Regions from separate parts of the Pan troglodytes genome. Here regions 2 and 3 are each linked to region 1. A link is a contact called in public Hi-C data. All regions are on one chromosome and are shown on one strand. Each heading gives the region's core, a stretch centred on a gene start, on an enhancer-like site or on the middle of the called end of the contact. The rest is flanking DNA. Distances are from core to core; before and after follow the strand shown. Region 1 overlaps RBFOX2 (RNA binding fox-1 homolog 2). Region 2 has its middle 31 kb from the start of APOL3. Region 3 has its middle 34 kb from the start of RBFOX2.

Region 1 (4,357 bases), core at 597-3,096:
TGATCTTTGGTAAGACCCCAGTGAGTCTTTATTATTTGGGTTGGGGGGAAGGGTTTTAATCTCCATTGGCAGATGAGGAAATCAAGATTTGCAGTTTCCTGAGAGATTTGCCAAGGGTGGTAATAAGTGGCATAAAATTGGCTTTTTAAAAAAAACCAATTCCTTGGCCACAATTTATTTAAAAGGCAAATGGAATGGTCCTCCTAGAAAAGATTTGGAAGTTAGCCAGATGTGGTGGTGTGCACCTGTAGTCTCAGCTACTCTAGAGGCTGAGGCAAGAGGATGGCCTGAACCTAGGAGTTCGAGGCTTCAGTGAGCTGACTGTGCCAGTGCACTCCAGCCTGGGCGACAAAAGACCCTATCTCTAAAACAATATGGAAGTGTAAGAAGTTGGGGAAATAAAAGGAAAAAGAAAAAAGAAAAAAAAGATATGAAAGGCCTGGAGCCCTTTCCCCCATAAGGCTCTGCTGACTGGAAGACAGTTTGAAAACCAGTGAGGAATGATCAAAGAACTCTGGTGTCAGACAGACCTGAGTTCAAATTCCAGTTTGGACTGATACTTAACTTCCCTTAGGCTTACTTCCTCATTTGTAAGATGGGATGCTTTTATAGGATTGCTGATAAGTATTAGCCAAAAAACATGCCAGAAATCTAGCACAGTACCTTCAGCTTCTGTGGATGCAAGGGGAGTGTGTTAGGCAGTGTAGGCTGACCCCTCACCACGTGCAGGACTCACACTAAATGTTGGGGGAAGTCATTGCTAAGACAGAGCCATAGGACTTCAAACCCAGCACTTCATACCTGACTGAAGGTTCAGGTGTCACATTTATCAATAGTTTAAAACAGGAGGGGGCAAACTTTCTGTAAAGCATCTGAGAGCATCTGGGCCATATGGTCTCTGTTAGAGCTACTCAGGAACTCTGGCACGGTAGCAGGGAAGCAGGCTTAGATTATAGTAAACAAAAGATTGTGGCTCTATTCTAGTAAAACTTTATTTGTGGGTACTGAAATTTTAATTTCATATAATTTTTATATGTCATGAAATGTCGTTTTTCTTTTGATTTTTTCTTTCAGTCATTACAAGATGTAAAAGCTATCTTAGCTGGTAGTCTGTGTGTGGGTTCTACAAAAACAAGTAGCCCATAGACCAAAGTCCTGATTTAGACATGTCTAGTTTTTTTTTTTTTTTTTTTTTAAATGGAGTCTAGCTCTGTCACCCAGTCTGGAGTGCAGTGGCGCAATCTTGGCTGACTGCAACCTCTGCCTCCCAGGTTCAAGCAATTCTTCTGCCTCAGCCTTCTGACTAGCTGGAAAATTAGCCACCATGCCCGGCTGATTTTTGTATTTTTAGTAGAGATGGGGTTTCACCATGTTGGTCAGGCTGGCCTCGAACTCCTGACCTCGTGATCTGCCCACGATGGCCTCCCAAAGTGCTGGGATTACAGGCATGAGCCACCATGCCCGGCCTTATCAGTATTCTTAATACCAACAGAGTTTCACATTGTATTTGACACTATTTACAAACTCAGTTTATTCCCTCTGTGTGAATACTAGCCATTTCTAAAATGAAATGCAATTGTGATTTAAATTTCACATATCATTATGCTAAATGCTGTTCACTTTTTGTTCCATGGTCCTGAAACAATTAACCTGTTTGGAGATAAGCTGCAGATACAAGCACACAGAGAAGGGGACTTAGGAAAGCTGGAGGAAGGAAAGGTCTGTCTTGCCTACATATGGGCTTAGGAAAATTTTCTAACTGGAAACCTTGCCTCAAGTCTGAGTCACACTAGAGGGACTCTTGGCCCTAGGGTGGGAGGAGAAAAGGGAGGGAAGGAAGTGGCTATGTCAGTTTTTGTCAACAGAGGGCACCCAGAGCAAAGCAAGTGTTCTGTGACACAACAGAATCTGCCCCTCTGCCCCAGATGAATTTACCAGACAGGCACAGAACTTCTTGCAGTGGATTCTCTTGTCCATCTCTTCATTTGTCTGATCTGTGTCTGCATTCTCATGTTTTCTCCCATGCTGGAACCAGAATATTCTAAATGCAGTGTTAATAATTGTTATTTGCTGACTGCTTTAAGTGGAAGACCAATTCCCTCAATGTGCTGGGGTGAATTATCCCATGTTGTAAGGTTGGCCTTTTGGGTGGATGTGCAGTATTAGCTTCTAATTTAATTCAGTATCCAGTGAGCATGTATTCCTGAAATACTTTTGATGTGAAAGAGCACTTCATACCTGTATAACATGTTGTAAGAAGACTTTGTAAGTCTTATTGCCTAGAGCAGTATCCTCAAAGTGTGGCTTCAAATCCAGCCGCATCAGCATCACCTGGGAACTTACCTTTATTCATGGTCTCTGCCTCTTCCCCAGACTTACTGAATCAGAAACTCTGAGGATGGGGTCCAGTAATCTGTTTTAACATGCTTTGGTAATTCTTATACACACTCAACTTGAGAACCACTGTCATAGGGTAAAGGAGTGGAAGAGTTAAGGGCACTGGTATTTATGGAAGACTATGTGCCAAGTACTTGGCTAGGAGTTTCCTCTTCATTTTCCACATGAGAACAGCAAGCCTTAAAAGCATTAAGTGATGTGCCAAAGTCGTACATATAATAAGTGGTAGAATAGGGATTTGAACCCTGGTTTTTCTGACTCCTGAGCCATACTATAGTGGCTGGTAAGAAAATGCTAAGAGGCATTGCAATCTTTAAATTAATTCTTTTTTAAAAGTCCTTAAAATATTTTTTTAAAACAAAAGTAATTTGCATTCATTGAAGAAAATTTAGAATATACAGCAGATCAAAAGAATAGAATAAAATCTGCCTTAATATATTTAACTTTATCTTAACGTTTTGTTGTTGATTATCTTGTTTCAGCGTAACTCTGTTTGCATATATACACATTTTAAAATTCCTTACCAGATGTCAATCATATTCTGTAAACTTTTGTAAAATGCCTCCAGCTCAGCCCTACTGTATTATAAACATCGTTTCATGCCATTAGCTATGTCTGCTGCATCATTTCATGGCTGCCAAGTAGTACCTTGTAAGGTTGTAAGCTTTTTTATCATAATTCTTTCTAAAGTCCGTCTTGTTTTGATTTCATGATATGCTTTTAGGAAGAATAGGATACTGAGTGCTTTGGTACTGTGGGTAAACAATTTGTCCAGAGTGGCTTAAAGTATAAAATTAAGGCAGTAAGCAGATTTTGGTTGAGAAGGGGACATGGAACTGGAAAGGCAATACTAAACATGTTTGAGGTTAAAGTGAGCCCAGAAATAAGAAAACAAATTGAAGTAAAAAAGCCAAAGTATCAGGAATAGACTGGGATCTGTGAGTTAGATGGGTTAGAACAAATAGGAATACTGATGGTGAACAATTTGATGGCGCCAACAGCCTGCTTTTATTGTTGGCTTTTTGACATAGAGGCTGAGCTGCCGAATGACAGCATGAGAAAAACTGGGCATAAGACTTCCATAAATAGCAGTTATTATTTATTGAGGACCTTCATGACCAGGCATCATATTAATCATTTAATTTTTATAATAACCACATGCAATTAGATACATTAGTTTTCCCCATTTTACAGCAGTGGAAACTGACAGTGACATTTAAAGTAACTTGGCCAAATGCTTTGATTGGAACCAAATTAGTTAAAACTCCCAAACCTGTGCTTTTGTGCGGTCGTTTATCCTCATTCTTTTTTTCATGGTGTGGCAGGTGTTTAGCCACTATTCTGTGTATATGTATTGTTTTACTATGTGAGCTGGGACAGAAGGAGACTAGGTGTGTAAGAAAGGACACTAAAGTCCACTAGAGTGGAGGTGGACTTGAAGAACAAAACAAAACTAATAGCCCAGTCGTTTTCGTAGGAAAGGTGTAAACCTGAGCTAGATAGTGCAGTGAGCAGAGGATGGGAATAGCAAAGTGAATCATTGATAGGAAGGAGCAGGAAGGCATTTGGAAACAAGGGATGGCTAGAAGAATCAAAGTTCCCTCATTAAAATTTCCTTCCCAAAGGAGGTGATATACTCTCCAAGGGCACTTTAAAACAGCTTTATTGAGATATAATTCACATACTGTACAGTTCACCCATTTAAAGTGTGTGGCTTTTAGCATGTTTACAATCATTCAGCCATCACCATCACCACAGTCAGTTTTAGGACATTTTTAGTATTCCACAAGAAACTCCATTCCCCGTAGTTATCACTTCTTTTTCTTTTTTTTTTTTTTTTGAGACAGTCTCACTCTGTTGCCCAGGCTGGAGTGCAGTAGCATGATCTCGGCTCACTGCAACCTCCGCCTCCCAGGTTCAAGCTATCCCCCTGCCTCAGCCACCTAAGTAGCTAGGACTA
Region 2 (4,357 bases), core at 1,228-3,727, 190 kb before region 1:
CCGCTCCATTCACCTGCCCTCTGTCTCAGGTCTCTACCGGCGTCTGGCAGCTGGGGAGGCTGGCGGGCTGCCCTGGTCCCATGGCTGATGGGAAAAATCCTGTGGCTCCAGGGAGCCGCCTTTTTAGATGCTGGTGGGGAGGAGCCTCACCTCGCTTCCAGGCCTGCATTTCACCCCAGGACTCATTAGGAGAATTTCTGCACCGCGGTTAGAAGAGAATTCATCGCATGTTTTCCCTACTGTAATAAGCGAGCCCCTTCTTTCTTTCCTTGTGCCTGGCGACCACAGCAGGAAGGCAGGAAGGTGCCTGCAGATTCCCAGGAACAAAGCTGCTCCCAGAACCCTCACATAGTAGGGTGACTCTTAGGATAAGAAATGTATATCCAGTGAGGTTCTGAGTACTGTAGAGGGGATGCTCTCAGCAGTAGTGGCGGTGGTAGGGAGTTGGGATTGCAAACCCAGAGGCCAGCAGAGGCCAGGCAGGAACTGGATTGAACTGGAAACTCAAGCTGTCCACTTGGGTCCAGTCAGGATGGATACTGATAGAAGTGGGGGTCTCATGTTGCCCACCTCATGTTTAAGAAGATTCTAGAATTATAGATTATTTGATGTGAAATTTCCTTAAATGTAAATGTTGGTAAATAAAGTAACTATTTAAACGATATATATGCAAACACACATTTGCACACACACACCTTACACACAATGGCTGGTCAGATTTAGTGCATAGCCAGCCAGCTGGTTTTCTGCTTTGGAATTATAGGCTGCTAATTTTTTTATTTTTTCTAGGCATGGTCTTGCTTTGTCACCCAGGCTGGAGTGCAGTGGCATGAACACAGCTCATTGCAGCCTTGACCTCCTGAGCCCAAACAGTCCTCCCATCCCAGCCCAGCCCAGCAAATAACTGGGATGACTGGCATGTACCACCAAGACTCACTAATTTTTGTATGTTTGTAGAGATGGGGTTTCACCATGTTGCCCAGGCTGGTCTCAAACTCCAGAGCTCAGGTGATCCGCCTTCCTCGGCCTCCCAAAGTGCTGGAATTACAGGCATGAGCCACCGTGCTCTGCCTAATTGTATTTTATTATACTAAATGCAGTTTCTTTTGCCTTCTGTATCTTTTCAAACCCTGGGTGGTATTCCCCCAGCAAGAGTGAATCCTAGTTTACCTACTACCTATGCCTGTATGCTTACACTTTCACTGAATTTCTTTAAATTTTTAAATAATATTAGGAAGAAAATTGGGCTGATGAGCAGCTCTTGGGGCACTAGAGGCCTCCTGGGTAGCTGTCATGCCTTGAACGTCTCTTGGGCCTGCCTTCTCCAGCCTCCAGTGAGCACGAGGTCTGCATTGGCAAACAGATGTCCACTGTCCTGGGGACAAGAAAGGTGTGAGTCCTCCATGGCAAACAGAGAAGGAAGCAGATGTCTCCTTTCCTGAATCAGCTTATTGGGATAAACAAGAAACCCACAGAGGCTTTCTCACCAAGGCCAGCGTGTTTAATAGGCCTGCATCTCACCTCTGAGGATCACAAAGTGTGTGAGCAGCGTTCCAGCAAGGAGGCACTGATGCTCATGAGGATTCTGAAACCTCTGATCGCTGTTAGGAAATGCTCTTGACCCATGAGTGTTCCTCTTTCAAGATCCTCCAGCATTGCCAACCCGTCCAGCAAGAAGGGGAGAGATCTCATAGCAGGGGGGCTTGACTAAATTTGAGGAGTCGAGGAAGTGACGTTTCAGCTAAGACTTTTTTTTTTCTTTGAGATGGGATCTTGCTCTGTTGCCCAGGCTGGAGTGCAGTGGCTCAATCCTGGCTCACAGCAACCTCTGCCTCCCGGGTACAAGCGATTCTCCTACCTCAACCTCCCCAATAGCTGGGAGTACAGGTGCCCGCCACCACGCCCAGCTAATTTTTGTATTTTTAGTAGAGACAAAGTTCCACCATGTTGGCCAGACTGGTCTCAAACTCCTGACCTCAAGTGATGCTCCCGCCTCGGCCTCCCAAAGTGCTGGGATTACAGGCGTGAGCCATTGCGCCCTGCCTCAGCTAAGTCTTCAAGATCGGCCAAGGGATGAAGAAGGTTGGGGAGAAGATCGGGGATGAAGAAGGTTGGGGAGAAGAGCGGTGATGAGGGGAGCCCAGCTGCAGGCCGCATATTCAAAGACTTGTGGCTGGGAGGGAGGTCCGGAGAAGAACTGAGTTCTAGAATCTGAAAGAAGGCTAGCATGGGTCAGAATGGAAACTAACCAGACCACAGTGTCAGCCACTCAAGCTCCCCCAGCCAAGCCTCGTGCTGAATTTTGAGGGCTGCAGTAGAAAAGCGGGCTCACTGCGAGCCCTGCGTGTTGCCAACAGCCTCGGCAGAGCCAGGAGGTGGCGCTGTCGGCACACGCATCGTGCTGTCGGCGCTGCGCAGCCGCAGCCCGGGACCTTGGAGGACAGGCGGTCGGAGCTGCTGCTGGTGACGTCAGCAGTTTTACAGAGGCACAAAGCCGGAGCAGAAGAGTAAATGTCTGCACCAGGAAGGAGCCAGGGAGGCCAAGTTGAGAGCACTTCAGAAGAAGTGAATAGGTTCAGGAATCCAGCAGCGCCGGAGGGGTGGAGCCAGGGAAATACGACTCTGTGACAGTTTTGCTCATGAAGTGGAGTGCCAGGAAAACAGCGTCTGGCCGGGCGCGGTGGCTTACTCCTGTAATCCCAGCACTTTGGGAGGCCCGGGCGGGCGGATCGCTTGAGGTCAGGACCAGCGTGGCCAACATGATGAAACCCCGTCTCTACTAAAAATACAGAAATTAGCCGGGCGTGGTGGTGCGCGCCTGTAATCTCAACTACTCGGGAGGCTGAAGCAGGAGAATCGCTTGAACCCGGGAGGCAAGTCAGCTGAGATTTTGCCGAGGCGCAATCAGCCCAGATCATGCCACTGCACTCCAGCCTGGGTGACAGAGCAAGACTCCGTCTCAAAAAAACAAACAGAAAAAAAACACAGCGTCCAGGCAGCTCCACCTTCCATGTTGAAAGCCTGTGACTGCCACATTCTAGCGGGACTGGCTTGTTTGCCTGCTGAACGGAATGGCCCCGGGGTCTGTCTGGGTCTGGGTCCAGATGAGAAAGGCGCCCAGCCTTCCTCTGGCCCCAGCCCTGCACATTGACCAAGGATGGGTGGCCCTCCATACCAGGCACCCCTGGCTCCTCCTCATTCCCCTCTGGCTTCTCCCTTCCTCCTACCGCCATGCTGATCCTCCATCTGTCTGGCTCTGGGCAGTGGTTTTCAAAAGCACTGTGGTGGTAGTCACTGGGGCTGTTGGCCACATTTGTCTGGCTTTTCCCCTTTCCAGATGCACGGTGGGATTATTCTTCCTGGTCTCCTTATGGTTGGGTGGGAATATGTAACCAGTTCTGGACAAAAGAGTTTTGAATGGAAATAATATGTGTCGTTTCTAAGCCACAGCAATGAATGCTGATATAAGACCCTTTTCCTCTACTGTGGCAACCAGCAATCTTCCAGAAAGTGGTTGCTCCATGATACTGAGTCCAGGAGGGAAGACAACCAGAGCAGAGATGCACCTGCCCCATGATGGACATGTAGCGTGAGCAAGAAGTAGCCTTTGCTGTTGTGAACCACTAAGATCGGGGGCTTGCTTTTTGGTGGTTTTTGTTTGTTTGTTTGGTTGGTTTTTTTGTTTAGTTTTGTTTTGTTTTTTGAGACAGAGTTTCGCTCTAGTAGCCCAGGCTGGAGTGCAATGGCGCGATCTCGGCTCACTGCAAGCTCCACCTCCCAGGTTCAAGCGATTCTCCTGCCTCAGCCTCCCAACTAGCTAGGACTACAGGCGTGCACCACCATGCCCGGCTAATTTTGAATTTTTAATAGAGACAGGGTTTCACCACGTTGGTCAGGCTGGTCTCAAACTCCTGACCTCAGGTGATCTGCCCGCCTCGGCCTCCCAAATTGCTGGGATTACAGGCGTGAGCCACCATGCCCAGCCTGGGGGCTTGTTTTTTTACTGCAGCATAACCTAGACTATCCTGGCTGATATAAGCAAAGCTCCTGGAAATCAGGAAGCTGTTTGTAGAACACTATGAAAGGTACACAGCTTTAAATCCTTAGATAAACTAGAATTGTTATTAACAATGAGTATCACTTATTGACCAGGCGTGGTGGCTCACAACTGTAATCTCAGCACTTTGGGAGGCTGAGGCAGGCGGATTGCCTGAGGTCAGGAGTTCAAGACCAGCCTGGCCAACATAGTGAAACCCTGTCTTTACTAAAAATATAAAAATTAGCCAGGTGTGGTGGCACACGCCTGTAATCCCAGCTACTCGGGAGGCCCAGGCAGGAGAATCATTTGAACCCAGGA
Region 3 (4,357 bases), core at 542-3,041, 140 kb before region 1:
AATTATAGACAAATCACATCTACAAAATGCCTTCAAGCAACATCTAGATTAGTGTTTGAGGCTAGGCATGGTGGCAGATCACTTGAGCACAAGGGTCAGAGGCCAGCCTGGGCAACATGGCAAAACCCTGTCTCTACAAAAAAATACATTAGCCAGGATTTGTTCATTTAATTATTATTTTTTAAACTAAAAGAAAAAATAGATTAGTGTTTGATCAAATAACAGGAGACCATAGTTTAGCCAAGCTGACACATAAAACTGACAAACTGACACAAAACAGACCTTGGTCAATTTGAAATCTCTGATGTGCCCCACTCCACACCCCCACCTCCTGGGCCAGCCGCGTCCTCACCGCCCAGCACAGTGCGGGGGTGGGGAGGAGCACAGGGACCACCACTGGGTGGCCTGTCTTTCTTTCTTTTTTTTTTTTTTTTTGAGACAGAGTCTTGTTCTGCCACCCAGGCTGAAGTGCAGTGGGATGATCTCGGCTCACTGCCACCACTGCCTCCTGGGTTCAAGAGATTCTTCTGCCTCAGCCTCCTGAGTAGCTGGGATTACAGGTGCCCACCACGACTAATTTTTGTATTTTTAGTAGAGATAGGGTTTCGCCATGTTGGCCAGGCTGGTCTCGAACTCCTGACCTCAGGTAACCCGCCCACCTCAGCCTCCCTAAGTGCTGGGATTAAAGGCGTGAGCCACCGCGCCAAGCCGGGTGGCCTGCGTTTCTATCCCATTCTGCTATCCCTAGCAGGGAGACATCGCCAAGTTACCTAACCTCCCTTTGCCTCAGTTTCCTTACTGTGCAACGGGGATAATCATAGTCTCCACTTCCTATGGTTGTTGTGAGGAACAAATCGGCAGGAACAGGGAAAAAGCGCTTAGAACAGTGGCTGGCAGGGCTCAGTCAATATTCTCTCATCCTGCTCCCGCTCCACTCCGGGTGTAGGGGTCTTCCGGGGTCATCGAGATCTCTGCTCTCAGATATCCACATGTAAGGGAGATCTTACAGGGAGATCTTTCCCTGCCCCCTGCGCATAGCTAGACAAGCGGGGTGGCCTGGAGAAGAGACCGCGCAGCACGTGGGCTGCGGACCCCGAAATCGCCCTGGCCGTGCGCGCGCGCCCTCTAGAGGACGTCAGGGGAACCTCCTGTGAAGGAGAAACTACGATTGTTGGGGACCCTGGCAACTTTGCTGGGGAACAGAGAGTTACATAAAGGGAAGGCCTTTTCTTGTCCCTCTCACTTCAAAAGATACCTTTAATAGGCACGTCCTGGGCTCCCACAGCTCTCAACCGAGAGGGAGGCGCGCCACGGTCTATTGACACCCGGGGGACGGCGCCAGCAGGGGCGGCCTCCAGGGGGCGCCACGGAGCTGCTGCTCCGGCCGCTCGAGAGCAGTGGGCGGCGGGACTCAGGCCGGTGCCCGCGCCACTGGGCGTTCTTGGAAAACACTGATTTCCTGCCATGAAATGGGCGGAGACCTCGAGAGTTTGCAATCCGGGGTATTGCTAGGGCTGTGACTCCATTTGCGCTGCCAGCCGGAGGGACATCAGTCACGTGACCGCGTTCTGCCTGCAGGACCCGCTGTGAGCTCCTCCGAGCCAGGCTTCTACCTCCGCCTCCCTCGCTTGATTCCCGGACGAGTATGTCTTTAGATTTGGTCGTGCCTGTCTCCTCCCTTCTCCCTGATGCCCCAGAGGGAGCTTTAATTAGTCTCAGTGCTGCCTGACTGGAAAGAAGTCCGATGGTGAAAGGCCCCTGCTGTCAAATTATCTGGGATCCCAGCCTGGCCTGTCTGCTGATGTGGCATGTTATATGTCGCAGTGGTTGACGCTGGCCACAGCAGGCTGGAGGGAAAGGAGAGGATCAGGACAAAAAGTGACACCTCGTGAGGGTTTGTGAATTCTTGCCCCTTTACTAACGTCCCAGCCAGGGTTTCTGGACCAAACTGGTGCTCTCAGACTCTGAAATCCTGCCTCAGAGGTGAAGAGGCACCCCCTGTCCCCTGCCCCTACAGGCCTCTCCGTGGGTTCATTGGAACTTCACGCACGTAGGGCCCCAAGGCTCCCTGCAAGCTGGAAGAGAAGCAGGCGAGGGTCAGGGAAGGAGCTTGAGTTTTGGAAAAAAGCAGACTTGAGACCGGGACTCGAATCTTGTTCCTGCTAATAACTGGACCCTGGATAAATTCTTAAGTTCTATAAGCCTCAGATTCCTCATCTGTAAGATAAGCATCATAATTCCTACTTCTCAGGATTAAAGAAAATATATGGGAAGTGCCTAGCACAGAACCTAGCATGTAGTGAATAGCTAATAAATATGTGTTGAAGAAATGAATTAGCTAACTAATTAAGTCAATAATCAATGAATATTCTAAGTAGTAGAATCTCAAGCTCACAGACCCATAGAACTGGAAGCATCTTAGAGATCACGGTCCAACCCCTTTATACTAGATGTTTAGAGTACTTCCAGATCCAAGTATCATGGCAGAGTGGTTAAGAATGTGGACTAGGCCAGGTGTGGTGGTTCACACCTGTAATCCCAGCACTTTGGGAGGCCAGGGTGGGTGGATCACCTGAGGATTTCGAGACCAGCCTGGCTAACATGGCAAAACCCCGTCTCTACTAATAATATAAAAATCAGCCAGATGTGGTGGCACACGCCTGTAATCCCAGCTACTCGGGAGGCTGAGGCAGGAGAATTGCTTGAACCTGGGAGACTGAGGTTGTAGTGAGCCAAGATCAAGCCATTGCACTCCAGCCTGGGTGACAAGAGCGAAACTCCATCTCCAAAAAAAAAAAAAGGAGAGAGAGAATGTGGACTATAGGGCCAAGCTGCTTTGGTGCAAACTCTTGCTCTGATGCTAACTAATGTGTGATCTTGGGCAAGTTATGTAATCTCTCTTTGCCTCAATTTCCTCTTCTGTAAAATGGGGATAATGGCATCTGCGTCCTAGGTTGCTGGAAAGAGAAAGAATAAGAGAATACCTTAAAAAACACCTAAGGCAGTACATGTTAACTATTGTATCAGGTGCCATCAGGGATTATGTCAGGCTCCCATCGTCTTGTCCAAAGATTAGTGGTATTCAACTTTTTTCAAACAAAAACGTATGTAAATGTCAAATTATTCATCCATTGGTTCAAAATAAATGTTGAGTATCTGCTCTGGGCTAGGGCTCGTTCTAGGTATTGAGGAATACAAACTAAGCGTCTCTATTCTTATAGAGCTTACATGCTACTGGAGGGGAACATAAAATATACAAACAAGTGAAAATAAATCCGTAACACATCAGGTTGTGATGAGGGCTAACCAGAAGAGTAAAGCAGGATAAAGAGAGATGCAAATAGGAAATGTGTACATGGGTTCAGGGAAGCCCTCTCTGATAAGGAGACAGTTGAGCAAAGATCTGAAGCAAGTAGGAGAGTAATCAGTGTTGATATCTGGAAGGAAGAGCAATCCAGGCAGGGGGAACAGCCAGTGCAATGGCCCTGAGGTAGGAGTGTGCTTAGCATAGTCAAGGACAGCATGACTGGAGGAGAGGGAGCAAGGGAGAGGGCGGTAGATGAGGTCAGAGAGGTAGTCAAGGATGGTGAGAAGTGGTTGGATTATGGGAACATTTTAAAGATGGAGGTGGCCAGGCATGGTGGCTCATGCCTTTAATCCCAGCACTTTGAAAGGCCGAGGTTGGTGGATCCCTTGAGTTCAGAAGTTCGAGAGCAGCCTGGCCAACACGGCAAAACCCCATCTCTAATAAAAACACAAAAATTAGCCGGGTGTGGTGGCACATGCCTGTAGTCCCAGCTACCCAGGAGGCTGAGGCAGGAGAATTGCTTCAACCAGGGAGGCAGAGTTGCACTGAGCCAAGATCATGCCATTGCACTCCAGCCTGAGCAACAGAGCGAGACTCCGTCTCAAAAAGGAAGAAAGAAAGAAAGAAAAAAGATGGGGCTAACAGGATTTGCTGCTGGATTTAATGCCTTCATTGTTTTTGGCCTAAGCAACTGGAAGAATGGAGTTGTTATATATGTATTTATTTGTTAGATGAGGAAGACTCTAGGAATAAGTTTAGATTGAGAGAAATCAAGAATCCATTTTGGGACACATTAAGCTTGAAGCCCATTAGAGAGGACAGCCAAGACTATAAGGAATTTAGATGAAAGTGATACTGCTATGGGGAGGAGCAATGGGTGGGTGAGTGTGGGCAGATAGCCAACATGTCCTGTCATTTCTACTTATAGAATGTTCCTTGCAAAAATACTCTCCTCTCCTATTCCCAATCCCATTGCCTTTTTTTTTTTTCTTCTGGAGACAGGATCTTGCTCTATCACCCAGGCTGGAGTACAGTGGCGTGATTTTGGCT

The links. A called contact is a pair of places that touch in the nucleus more often than the background predicts.
Region 2: a Hi-C map of stem cell-derived neural progenitor cells shows a contact between it and region 1, with 4 times the contacts expected there. The contact joins two enhancer-like sites. A contact is called at or near these places in 4 of 7 Hi-C or Micro-C datasets (blood, induced pluripotent stem cells and stem cell-derived neural progenitor cells) and 1 of 1 other capture datasets (stem cell-derived neural stem cells).
Region 3: a Hi-C map of stem cell-derived neural progenitor cells shows a contact between it and region 1, with 3 times the contacts expected there. The contact joins two enhancer-like sites. A contact is called at or near these places in 1 of 7 Hi-C or Micro-C datasets (stem cell-derived neural progenitor cells) and 1 of 1 datasets of contacts at active chromatin or transcription factors (stem cell-derived excitatory neurons).

The regions. Positions count from the first base shown.
Region 1 is chr23:38,018,215-38,022,571 of NHGRI_mPanTro3-v2.0_pri, reverse strand. The region is part of intron 2 of RBFOX2 (RNA binding fox-1 homolog 2); the gene reads left to right. It also overlaps the pseudogene LOC129138400. Among named protein-coding and RNA genes, the nearest start is that of RBFOX2, 110 kb to the left of the region's middle. Within about 2 kb of position 1,846, at least 2 of the 24 cell types and tissues checked have an H3K27ac peak or open chromatin away from gene starts, as enhancers often do. A contact at or near this core is called in stem cell-derived neural progenitor cells, where this site is marked.
Region 2 is chr23:38,205,646-38,210,002 of NHGRI_mPanTro3-v2.0_pri, reverse strand. No RefSeq gene overlaps it. Among named protein-coding and RNA genes, the nearest start is that of APOL3, 31 kb to the left of the region's middle. Within about 2 kb of position 2,477, at least 11 of the 24 cell types and tissues checked have an H3K27ac peak or open chromatin away from gene starts, as enhancers often do. A contact at or near this core is called in stem cell-derived neural progenitor cells, where this site is marked.
Region 3 is chr23:38,159,490-38,163,846 of NHGRI_mPanTro3-v2.0_pri, reverse strand. No RefSeq gene overlaps it. Among named protein-coding and RNA genes, the nearest start is that of RBFOX2, 34 kb to the right of the region's middle. Within about 2 kb of position 1,791, at least 22 of the 24 cell types and tissues checked have an H3K27ac peak or open chromatin away from gene starts, as enhancers often do. A contact at or near this core is called in stem cell-derived neural progenitor cells, where this site is marked.